Regions from separate parts of the Sus scrofa genome. Here region 2 is linked to region 1. Evidence: chromatin contacts called from public Hi-C data. All regions are on one chromosome and are shown on one strand. The core of a region is the stretch at or near the end of the contact, and the rest is flanking DNA. Distances in the headings are between cores, read along the strand shown.

Region 1 (4,703 bases), core at 1,296-3,795:
ATTAAGAGTAAAAAAAAAAAAAAACCCTGACGGATCAGGGCTGCATAACCTGTGCTCCCTTGTACGTTTACGCTGACCATGTTAACAGTTTCCACACATAAAGACGCCCAACGACATTCCCGTGTGAAATTGCAGGGTTTGTAAAGTTATTAATTAGCAATGTCCGCAGAGGGCAGGATTGGCTGACTGGGAAATGATTCGTTCCGTCTGGGCGGCCGGGCAAAGGACAGTACATTCAACCCTGGCTGGAGAATGGCTCCTGAGTCTGTGTGGCCACATGGCTGATCCCCCAGGGACGGGCCTGATCCTCAGCAAAAATCTCAGAAGCTCAGACAAACTCTGGGCCCTGGTGAACCAGTTCTTCTCCTAAAGCTGGTTGTTGCTGACATTTATTTTTTTTTTTTTTTTTTTTTTTTTTTTTTTTTTTTTTTTTTTTTTTTTTTTTTTTTTTTTTTTTTTTGTCTTTTTTGTTGTTGTTGTTATTTCTTGGGCCGCTCCCGCGGCATATGGAGGTTCCCAGGCTAGGGGTTGAATCGGAGCTGTAGCCACCGGCCTACGCCAGAACCACAGCAACGCGGGATCCGAGCCGCGTCTGCAACCTACACCACAGCTCACGGCAACGCCAGATCCTTAACCCACTGAGCAAGGGCAGGGATCGAACCCGCAACCTCATGGTTCCTAGTCGGATTCGTTAACCACTGCGCCACGACGGGAACTCCAACTTTTTTTTTTTTTTTTTTTTTTTTTTTTTTTGTCTTTTTTGTTGTTGTTGTTATTTCTTGGGCCATGCTGACATTTATTGAGTGATTTCTACACTGTTTTCTTTCTTTTCAAAAAAATATATTTTTTTTTTTTTTTGTCTTTTTGCTATTTCTTGGGCCGCTCCCGCAGCATATGGAGGTTCCCAGGCCAGGGGTCAAATCAGAGCTGTAGCCACTGGCCTACGCCAGAGCCACAGCAACGCGGAATCCGAGCCGCGTCTGCAACCTACACCACAGCTCACGGCAACGCCGGATCGTTAACCCACTGAGCAAGGCCAAGGATCGAACCTGCAACCTCATGGATCCTAGTCGGATTCGTTAACCACTGTGCCACGACGGGAACTCCTCAAAAAAATATTTTAAAAATATATTGTCTTACTTGCTCAGGGTATAGTCTGTCTGTCTGTCTTTCTTTCTTTCTTTCCTTTCTTTCTTTTTTCTTTCTTTCTCTATGGCTGCACCTGCGGCATATGGAAGTTTCCAGCTTAGGGGTCAAATTAGAGCTGCAGCCGCCAGCCTACACCACAGCCACAGCAACATCTGAGCCACATCTGTGACCTATGGTGAAGCTGGCAGCAACGCCAGATTCTTAACCCACTAAGTGAGGCCGGGGATTAAACCTGCATCCTCTTGGACGCTATGTCAGGTTCTTAACCCACTGAGCCGTGACAGAAACTCCTGTTTTCAACCCTTGATATGAGCTCCTCTCATTGTCCTCATAACCCAGGTAAATGCCTTATCATCGCTGTCCTCATTTTACCCATGAGGAAACAGGCTCCGAGGTAGAGTAAAAGTCCAAGGACTTAATGACTGGCAGGTGTCAGAGTCCGGATTTGAGTCTCAATGGCCAGGTCCAAGGCATGTGTTCTCAGCTACTGTCTGAACATCTCTTGTGGTTCAGTTAACCAAGACCTGTCACTGTTTTTTTTTTTGTTTTTTTGTTTTTTTTGGCCATGTCCTCAGCATGTGGAAGTTCCCGGGCCAGGGATCAAACCTGCACCACAGCAGTGACCCAAGTCACAGCAGTGACAACACCAGACCCTTAACCCCCTGCATCACCAGGGAATTCTGGGAAATGGTTTCTGTCACTAGCCGCCAGAGACCTCATCTCTAGTATCCCTTCTGGAATCAAGCTAGGAAAACCAGCTTCGAGGAACATCATTTCCAACCACAGGTACAAATGGGTGCTGCTTCTGGAGAACCTGAGATTGAAAGACTCATTCCAACCCCCAGCGCAAGCCCAACTCCATCCACAAAGAGGCTCTGCATGCCAGGCACGTGCCCAGCGTCTCCCAGATAAGCCCCCAGCAGGGGACCCTCCAGGCTCATTCCAGAGAGGTTGCGAATGGGAGGGGAAGAAGAGCAGTCCGAATAACCATTTCTAAAAATAGTGCTTGGCTCCCTCCCACCCACAACAAAACCCCAAAGAGAGGGCAAGAGAGATCCAGGAAGCCTCCCTGGATGTTTGCCAGAGGGATGGCTAAGGTCTGCTGCTTCAGTGAGGGTGGGGGCCCTTTCTCTGACTTTCCCCTCTGAGGGCTCAAGTGCCAGCTCCTGAGGGTTCCAGGCGTGTCTGTCCTGAGGGCGAAGGCCAAATGGCAGTGTCTTGGAATCTGGACTCAGAAGTGTTTCCAGATCTCCTGGGTCCATTCGTCATGAAGCCTGAGCTGCTGCAAACTTCTGGGTTGAAGAGGAAAGTGGGGGTGGGGGGAGCTTCGAGATGGAGATGTTTGTTTTTCACTTCAAGTGACAGATGTTTGAGCAATATTAGCCACGATGCACTTTTCTGCAAACTAGATCTCATGCACCTCCCCGACTTCCATTACGAAATGCAACTTCCACTCCCCCAGGGAAAACATCTCAGCAGATGGGTTGAAACAGTGTGGTCTGGAAGGCGTTCGCGTGGTGGCTGGGACCATGGCAGGCTCTCAGAACTGTGGAACATTCTTCTGGTCTCTGGGCTCTTCCGTCTGGGTCCGTGGCCCGCCCCATCTGCTCTTCCCCGGGCTGCTGGAATTTCTTCCATTTTAGGGGACGGGAACTTCCAGAAGAGACACGGATCTCTGGCCCTGCTCAGGGTATGCTCAGCCTTGTGGGCTCTGGCTGAGGCAGCAGCATCTGTTTGGGGGAAGGACGTGGTTTCTCCCATGATATCAGGCTCAGAGATTAGGTAGACGGCAGGGTTTGGAACCTAGAGCCATTTGCGGAAGAGGCCTGGCCATGCTGTATCCTTCAGGCAAGTCACTTGTGCCTCTCTGTGCATGTACCCCTCTCTGTCCGACAGGAGTTTTTTTTTTTTTAAACCATGAATTCATTTATTTACGTATTTATGTATGTATGTATGTACTTATTTATTTTTTTACGGCTGCACCTGTGGCACATGGAAGTTCCCAATCTATGGGTTGAATCAGAACTGTGACTGCCACAGCAACTCTGGATCTGAGCCACACCTGTGACCTATGCCACAGCTTGTGGCAATGCCAAATCCTTAACCCACTGAGTGAGGCCAGGGTCCAACCCATATCCTCATATATGATATGTCAGGTTCTTAACCTGCTGAGCCCCAGCGGGAACACCTCCAGCAGGAGTTCTAATTCCTGCCCCATTGATTTCACAGTTTCTCATGAGGATTGTAAAGGACATTTTATGCACCTCAAGATGAAAAATAGTTTGAAAAGACTTTCAAATGGGTCACAAAGTACTCCTGGAAGGAACCCAAACATTCAGGACGTGGTTTATTGAAGTATTTCCAAGGTCTGGTAGAGCTGAGCTGTAAAACCGGACACTACCAGAAGGTGTCGCTGTCAAATACAGCATGGGCATTCTCCCCTGCGAATCACTGGCAGATATCCTAGTGCCTAAAACCGGCTTTAAGTGGTTATGTGTATATCAGGGGAGGTGAGTTCAAATGCCCTTGGAGCTAAGCAGCATGTAAATTTGCTCAGAAGGCCAGGTATTTCTCCTTTGAGTGGTAGGGTAGCTAGTGGGGGAAGGTTTTATCTGCCCAAAGCTTAGCTAGAGACCTAGTGGGTGTGGCTGGGGACAGTGATGCTTTCACTCTCCAAAGCGGCATCTTTTCTACACTTTTAAAGGCACACAGTTGACACTCGTTATTGCAAAGACTGCAATGAAATTATGTTAAAGTGTGAAAGTGAGGCTGTTACATCTGTAGTTCAAGAGAGTGGCATTTTGTGTGTTGGGCTCTGGGCTAATGACACCCCTCCCTCTAGACTCCAACGCAGGCTGCCTTTCTGTCATCTGAGAACCTGGCTTTGTCTGCAGTCACGCTGACTGACTGCCTTATGGGAATGCAGGCTATTGTTGCCAGGTCTTTCCATTTTTCTTTTTAAAAGTTTCAAGGGAAGCTGTTTTTTTAAAACGTGAAATCTCCTGATTTTCAATTATTGGCAACATGTTCCAATTAAATAAAATACTCTGTGGGCCAAACCAAACATGTCGTGAACAGGACTTCGTCTGTTTGTTTTCTGAGCAGTATTTGCCTTTGCTTGTGACTTGTGTAATTTAAGAATACGTGACTGTGGCGATCCACCCCTTTCTGGAGGTGTTTCGGTGGGTGTCTTGCATCAGCCCAATTCACTGAATGTGTTTAACTTGTGAACAAACAAAGTTAAACAGATCATACTTTGGGGATTATAAATAGCAACAGCTGAGACACTAGTTTCTAGAGTCAGACAGAGCTGGGTTTGAATCCCAGCTCTGCTATTTACTAGCTCTGTGATCTTGGGCAAGTCACTTAACCTCTCTGGGCCACAACATCCTCATCTGTAAAAATGAGCATAATAAAAATACCAATGTGGTTGCCATTAGTAGTCTGTACGCCAAATCTTCCACCTCCTGGGCACATGGGAGGAAGGCACTTCCTGGCCCCCTTGTGGTTGGGTAGAATCATGTGATTTCTTCTGGCCAATGAGATGAGAATAA
Region 2 (4,703 bases), core at 1,520-4,019, 110 kb after region 1:
TGGTGTAGTAGCCTCCTCACAGGCCTGCCAGCTTCTGTCCTGGTCCCTATAGCAGTCAGAGATCTCCTACTAAGGAACCTTTACTTCATCCTCCAAGGCTCTACACAATCTGCCCTCATGTCCTTCATTATGTCTCTGATGAACTAACCTCCTCCTATTCTCCCCCTCCTTCATCCTCTCTGGTCTCCCTGGCTGCCTGGTTGTATTCTGAATACACTAAACATATGCCTGCCCGAGGGCCTTTGCACCGACGATTCTTCTTTCCTGGAGTACCTTTCCCCCATATTCTTCCCACTCGGTCACTGGCCATGTCAATGCTTTACTTCCTTACCTACTTTTCACTCCAATGGCACCTTTTCTTGGACATCTTTTGTTTTTATTTAAAATTATACCCAACCATGGAGTTTCCTTTGTGGCTCAGTGGTTTACAAGCCCGACTAAGATCCATGAGGATGCAGGTTTGATCCCTGGCCTTGCTCAGTGGGCTGAGGATCCGGCATTGCCGTGAGCTGTGGTGTAGGTGGCACACGTGGCTCGGATCCTGTATTGCTGTGGCTCTGGCATAGGCTGGCGGCTGCAGCTCTGATTCAACCCCTAGCCTGGGAATCTCCATATGCCGCGGGAGCAGCCCAAGAAATAGCAAAAAGACAAAAATAAATAAATAAATAAATAATAAAAATAAAAATAAAATTATACCCAACCCTCATGCTCCCTCACATCTTCCCTGCTTCATTATTTTCTTTCATAGCATTTATCATGCACATGCCTTACATTTCCCTTATTTATTTTATTTATTGTCTACTATGGAGAGTGGAAGTGCCCTGAAGGCAAGGATTTTTTTTTCCTTTTTCAGACTGCACCTGCTGCATATGTAAGTTCCCAGGCCAGGGGTTGAATCAGAGCTGTATCAGCTGGCCTATGCCATAGCCACAGCAACGAGCCGTATCTGTGAACTATGCCACAGCTTCCAGCAACACCGGATCCTTAACCCCCTGACTGAGGCCAGGGATTGAACTCCAAGGAAAGGATTTTTTGTTTGTTTGTTTCATTTGTGGTTATATATCCAGGGCTGAGTTCAGTGCCTGGCACCAAATAGATGGGGAGTGAATATTTACTGAATGAATAAAGAGAGGAGGTCCCACTGCAAGGCCGGATGACAAAGGCAGCCACAACCTGTGAATGCTTCTACAGCCCATGCCCTGCCTCTATAGCTCACCTTCTGGGGGGAGGGGCCACTACACAGCAGGGGCTTGCATAGGCTCTGCTAGGTGCCATTGTCTATGTGCCTTGCAGAGTCTCTTGGCATTGACATGGCCAGTGACTGAGTGGGAGGCACTCAGATGACGTCCCCCTCCAACTCTGCAGTGGGCATGCTTGCTTTGGCTTCCCCAGCATCCTTTCCTCCTCATTCTGGCTTTTGCATCTCCGTTTTCCTTTGGGGACCATCTCTCTCCCAATTTCAGCCCATGAGAAGAAGAAGTTCCACACCGCAGGCCCTAAGGCTGGCCAGTCTCTAGAGGGCATTCCCTTGACCACAGTGATTGGCTCAGGGATGGCCATCTGACCTGAAATGGCCCAATGAGAGTCAGCTCTTGAAATTGCTGGAGCAGGGAACGTTTTGTCTATGTGGAATATGCTGAGCTGCTGAGCACCTGTGTGTAGGCTTGTCCAGGTCCTACATCATCCTGAAGTTTCAGTTCTAAGTTGCTTCATCCAAGAAGCCCTCCCTGGCCTAAAGTCCCTGACTTTTCCTGTCTCCCTATTTTATCTCTTTCTAGTCCTTATCATTTTTGAGCTTACTCCTTTGGGAATTAATGTCTGCCTGCTTTCACAAGCCTAGATACTGTGAACACAGGGAGTTTGTTGGTCTTGCCCTCTGCTGTGCGTTGTGTCCCCAGCAAGTGCACAGAGGGTGCTTGGTAAATTTTTAGGGACTGACTGTGAGGCCTCAGGCTAGTCACTTACTTTCTCAGGGGCCGTCTTCTTTTTCTTACTTGTAATTTGGCATCTTCATTCACGCCTGGCATCATGGAATCCAGTAAAATGAAGAGGACTCTGGGAGTTCCCCCTATGGTGCAGTGGGTTAAGGCTCTGGCATTGCCACAGATGAGGTGTAGGTCACAGTTGTGACTTCGAGTCAGTCCTTGGCCTGGGAACGTCCATAAGCCATGGGTGCAGCCAAAAGAGGGGGAAAAAAAAAAAGAGATGAATCTATAAGCCCTGGAATTACATTGCAATCATATTAAAATATAAGAGCTGCTCATTGGGTGGTGGGCTGGTCTTCCACCCTCCCAACAAATCCCCTACTTCCTTCCATCCCTAAATCCAACTCCAAAAAAGGAATTCTGCCTGCCACCCAGACTTCAATCCAGGAGGACTTCCTGGAGAAGGGCCATTCTCTTCCCAGCTTTATCAGCCTTTTGAACTCCAGCGCCAACTCCATCCTTTCAAAGTCTCCCGCTCCCCTGTTCCCTTCCCAAAGCCCTGCCGCTTCCCTTCTGTAAGCCCTCACCGTTGTCACTGCCCATCGCCCCACCCCCACCTCTCCAACCCAGAACATTTTCTTCAAGAATGTAAGCGGTCAAGGGCATGGCCTCCTCCCCCAGCATCCCCGCCCCTAGCCCGGGGAATTAGACTCTGGGCCATGCCATCTGTCTGAAAACAATTAGCAATAAACGCCAGCACACTGGGGCTCCGGGTCACCAGGGGATGAAGTGGTGGGGGTTATAAATCCAGAAGGTTCCCAGCTGAATCAGCCTTCCTGTCTGCAGGCCAAGAAAAATCCTCCCAGGCGCCCGGGGGAGAGAGAGGTTCCCAGGCGCCTCTTGCGGGATGGAGAAGAGGATCTACTGGAGCCTCACAAAGCCCGGGCCTCAGCTGGGGAGGCGGATGGGGGACCATCTGGCGGAGTGCGGGCCGTGTCCGGGCCAGACGGAGAAGCAGCCTTATTTGCTGTGTATTGTGTGTTCCTTTCTCAAAACACTCCACGCATATGCTTCAAGCGCATGGATCACAGCCAGCTGGGACCAGGGGTGGGTAGGTGGGGGTACTTCCAAAGAGAGGGGTGAGGGGTGTGGGCCCGTCCACAGGATGGGGACAGCTCCTAGCCCCCTCACCCAGGTTCCTATTCCCCACCCTCACCCCCCCACTTGGCCTAAGTTTCGCCTATCAAGCTCTCCAGCCTTGCTCAAATGTCACTTCCCCTTACAGAGGGAGGGGAGCCCTCTTTGCCAAACTTGACTGCGTTTATCTACATAAGGTCTAGCTCACCAAGCTGTTTTTTAATTTTGGTAATTTGAATAAGTCGCTAGCATATTAAAAAAAAAGAAAAAAAAAAAAAAAAAAAAAAAAAAACCAGGAGGGTCTCCATCAAAATCTGGATGTGCAGCTTTTTTTGAAAAATCGAAAAATCTGGCGAGCCTTTGCCATCAAGCATAGCCACGATCAGCCCAGGCTGGGGCAGGAAAGGAGTGGCCGCCCCTTAAGCCTGGCATGACTTTTCTGTTCCAATCCTTTGCTCATTCAATAGCATCGGAACCTGTCATTGTGCTTGCTTCTTCATATGGCCCAGACGTTAAAACCTAAAGCAGTGCATAGGTAATATAAGTCATGTGGTAATAGGTAATAAAAAATGGGAAAGGGGGTGGAGAGGGATAGGGGTGGGATGAGTGCTGCTACTCTTTCACACCAGGGAAGGCAGACGCATTAGGCGTGAATGAGATGAAGTTCCCCTACTGTGGAGGAAAGGCATGCCTGCTAGAAGGAACAGCAAGTGCAAAGGCCCTGAGGCGGAAGCTCTTCAGTGTACACAAGGAACTTCGAAAAGGCCACTGTGGCTAGAGGGGAGTGTGGAGGGGGGTGGCCATGCCTCCTTTGGAGCAGGTAATCTCAGTAGGCCTGGGTTTGGGGTACCCCATGTAGGGCTCTATTCTGCTTTAGATGGTGGGAAATCCAGCCAGTGAGCCCTGGGGTTTTGACTCTGAATCTCAGCCTCTTCTGGACCAGCTTGGGTGGTCCTGGTGGCAGGGGTGGGGGTATGTGGCTTCCCCAGGGGCAGCACGCACCAGTGGTTAAGTCTCCAGCCTCCCAGGTTCAAGTCTCCTCCATCCCCGCCCCCACCCCCTCAACCTCAGGCAGGGGACTTCCTCTCTCAGAGCACCTCCCTCCTCCTGCCCCGTTTCCCCATCTGTGAAATAGAGCAACTAGAACCCACCTCAGGGGATTGCTGTGCTAGTCAATGAATATCTGTGTATGTGTCTATGTAAAAATATCTATGCAAAATGTCTAGACAGATGCTTGGCACATAAAAAGTGCTATGTAACCGTTAGCCATTTTAATTTAAGGAGCAAAGTTAGACCATAGTTTAGGGAGCAGTTCTCAAGCTTTTTGGCCTCCAGACCCTGTGATACTTAAAAATTATCAAGGACCCCAGCTAAAGAGCTTTTGTTTATAAGAGTTCTATTGCTCAGTATTTATGATATTAGAGATTGAAACTGATAAAAAATTTTAAATGTGCATTTCTTAATTCCTTTAAAAAGAAAGATAACACACACACACATGTTAATGTCAATGACATGTTTTTATGACAAATTATGATTTTGTCCCAAACCAAAAAAAAAAAAAAACAATGACAAGAATGGCCTTGTTGGAGTTCTCTTGTGGCGCAGCGGGTTAAAGTTCTGGAATTGTCACTGCAGTGGCTG

Evidence for each region. A called contact is a pair of places that touch in the nucleus more often than the background predicts.
Region 2: a contact with region 1 is called in a Hi-C map of skeletal muscle, with 7 times the contacts expected there. The contact joins two enhancer-like sites. A contact is called at or near these places in 10 of 47 Hi-C or Micro-C datasets (alveolar macrophages, embryonic fibroblasts, fetal liver and 5 more) and 2 of 2 datasets of contacts at active chromatin or transcription factors (alveolar macrophages and skeletal muscle).

What each region holds. Positions count from the first base shown.
Region 1 is chr14:28,400,891-28,405,593 of Sscrofa11.1, forward strand. No RefSeq gene overlaps it. Among named protein-coding and RNA genes, the nearest start is that of SCARB1, 100 kb to the left of the region's middle. Within about 2 kb of position 2,546, at least 26 of the 83 cell types and tissues checked have an H3K27ac peak or open chromatin away from gene starts, as enhancers often do. A contact at or near this core is called in alveolar macrophages, retroperitoneal adipose tissue and skeletal muscle, where this site is marked.
Region 2 is chr14:28,506,467-28,511,169 of Sscrofa11.1, forward strand. No RefSeq gene overlaps it. Among named protein-coding and RNA genes, the nearest start is that of NCOR2, 130 kb to the right of the region's middle. Within about 2 kb of position 2,770, at least 32 of the 83 cell types and tissues checked have an H3K27ac peak or open chromatin away from gene starts, as enhancers often do. A contact at or near this core is called in alveolar macrophages, retroperitoneal adipose tissue and skeletal muscle, where this site is marked.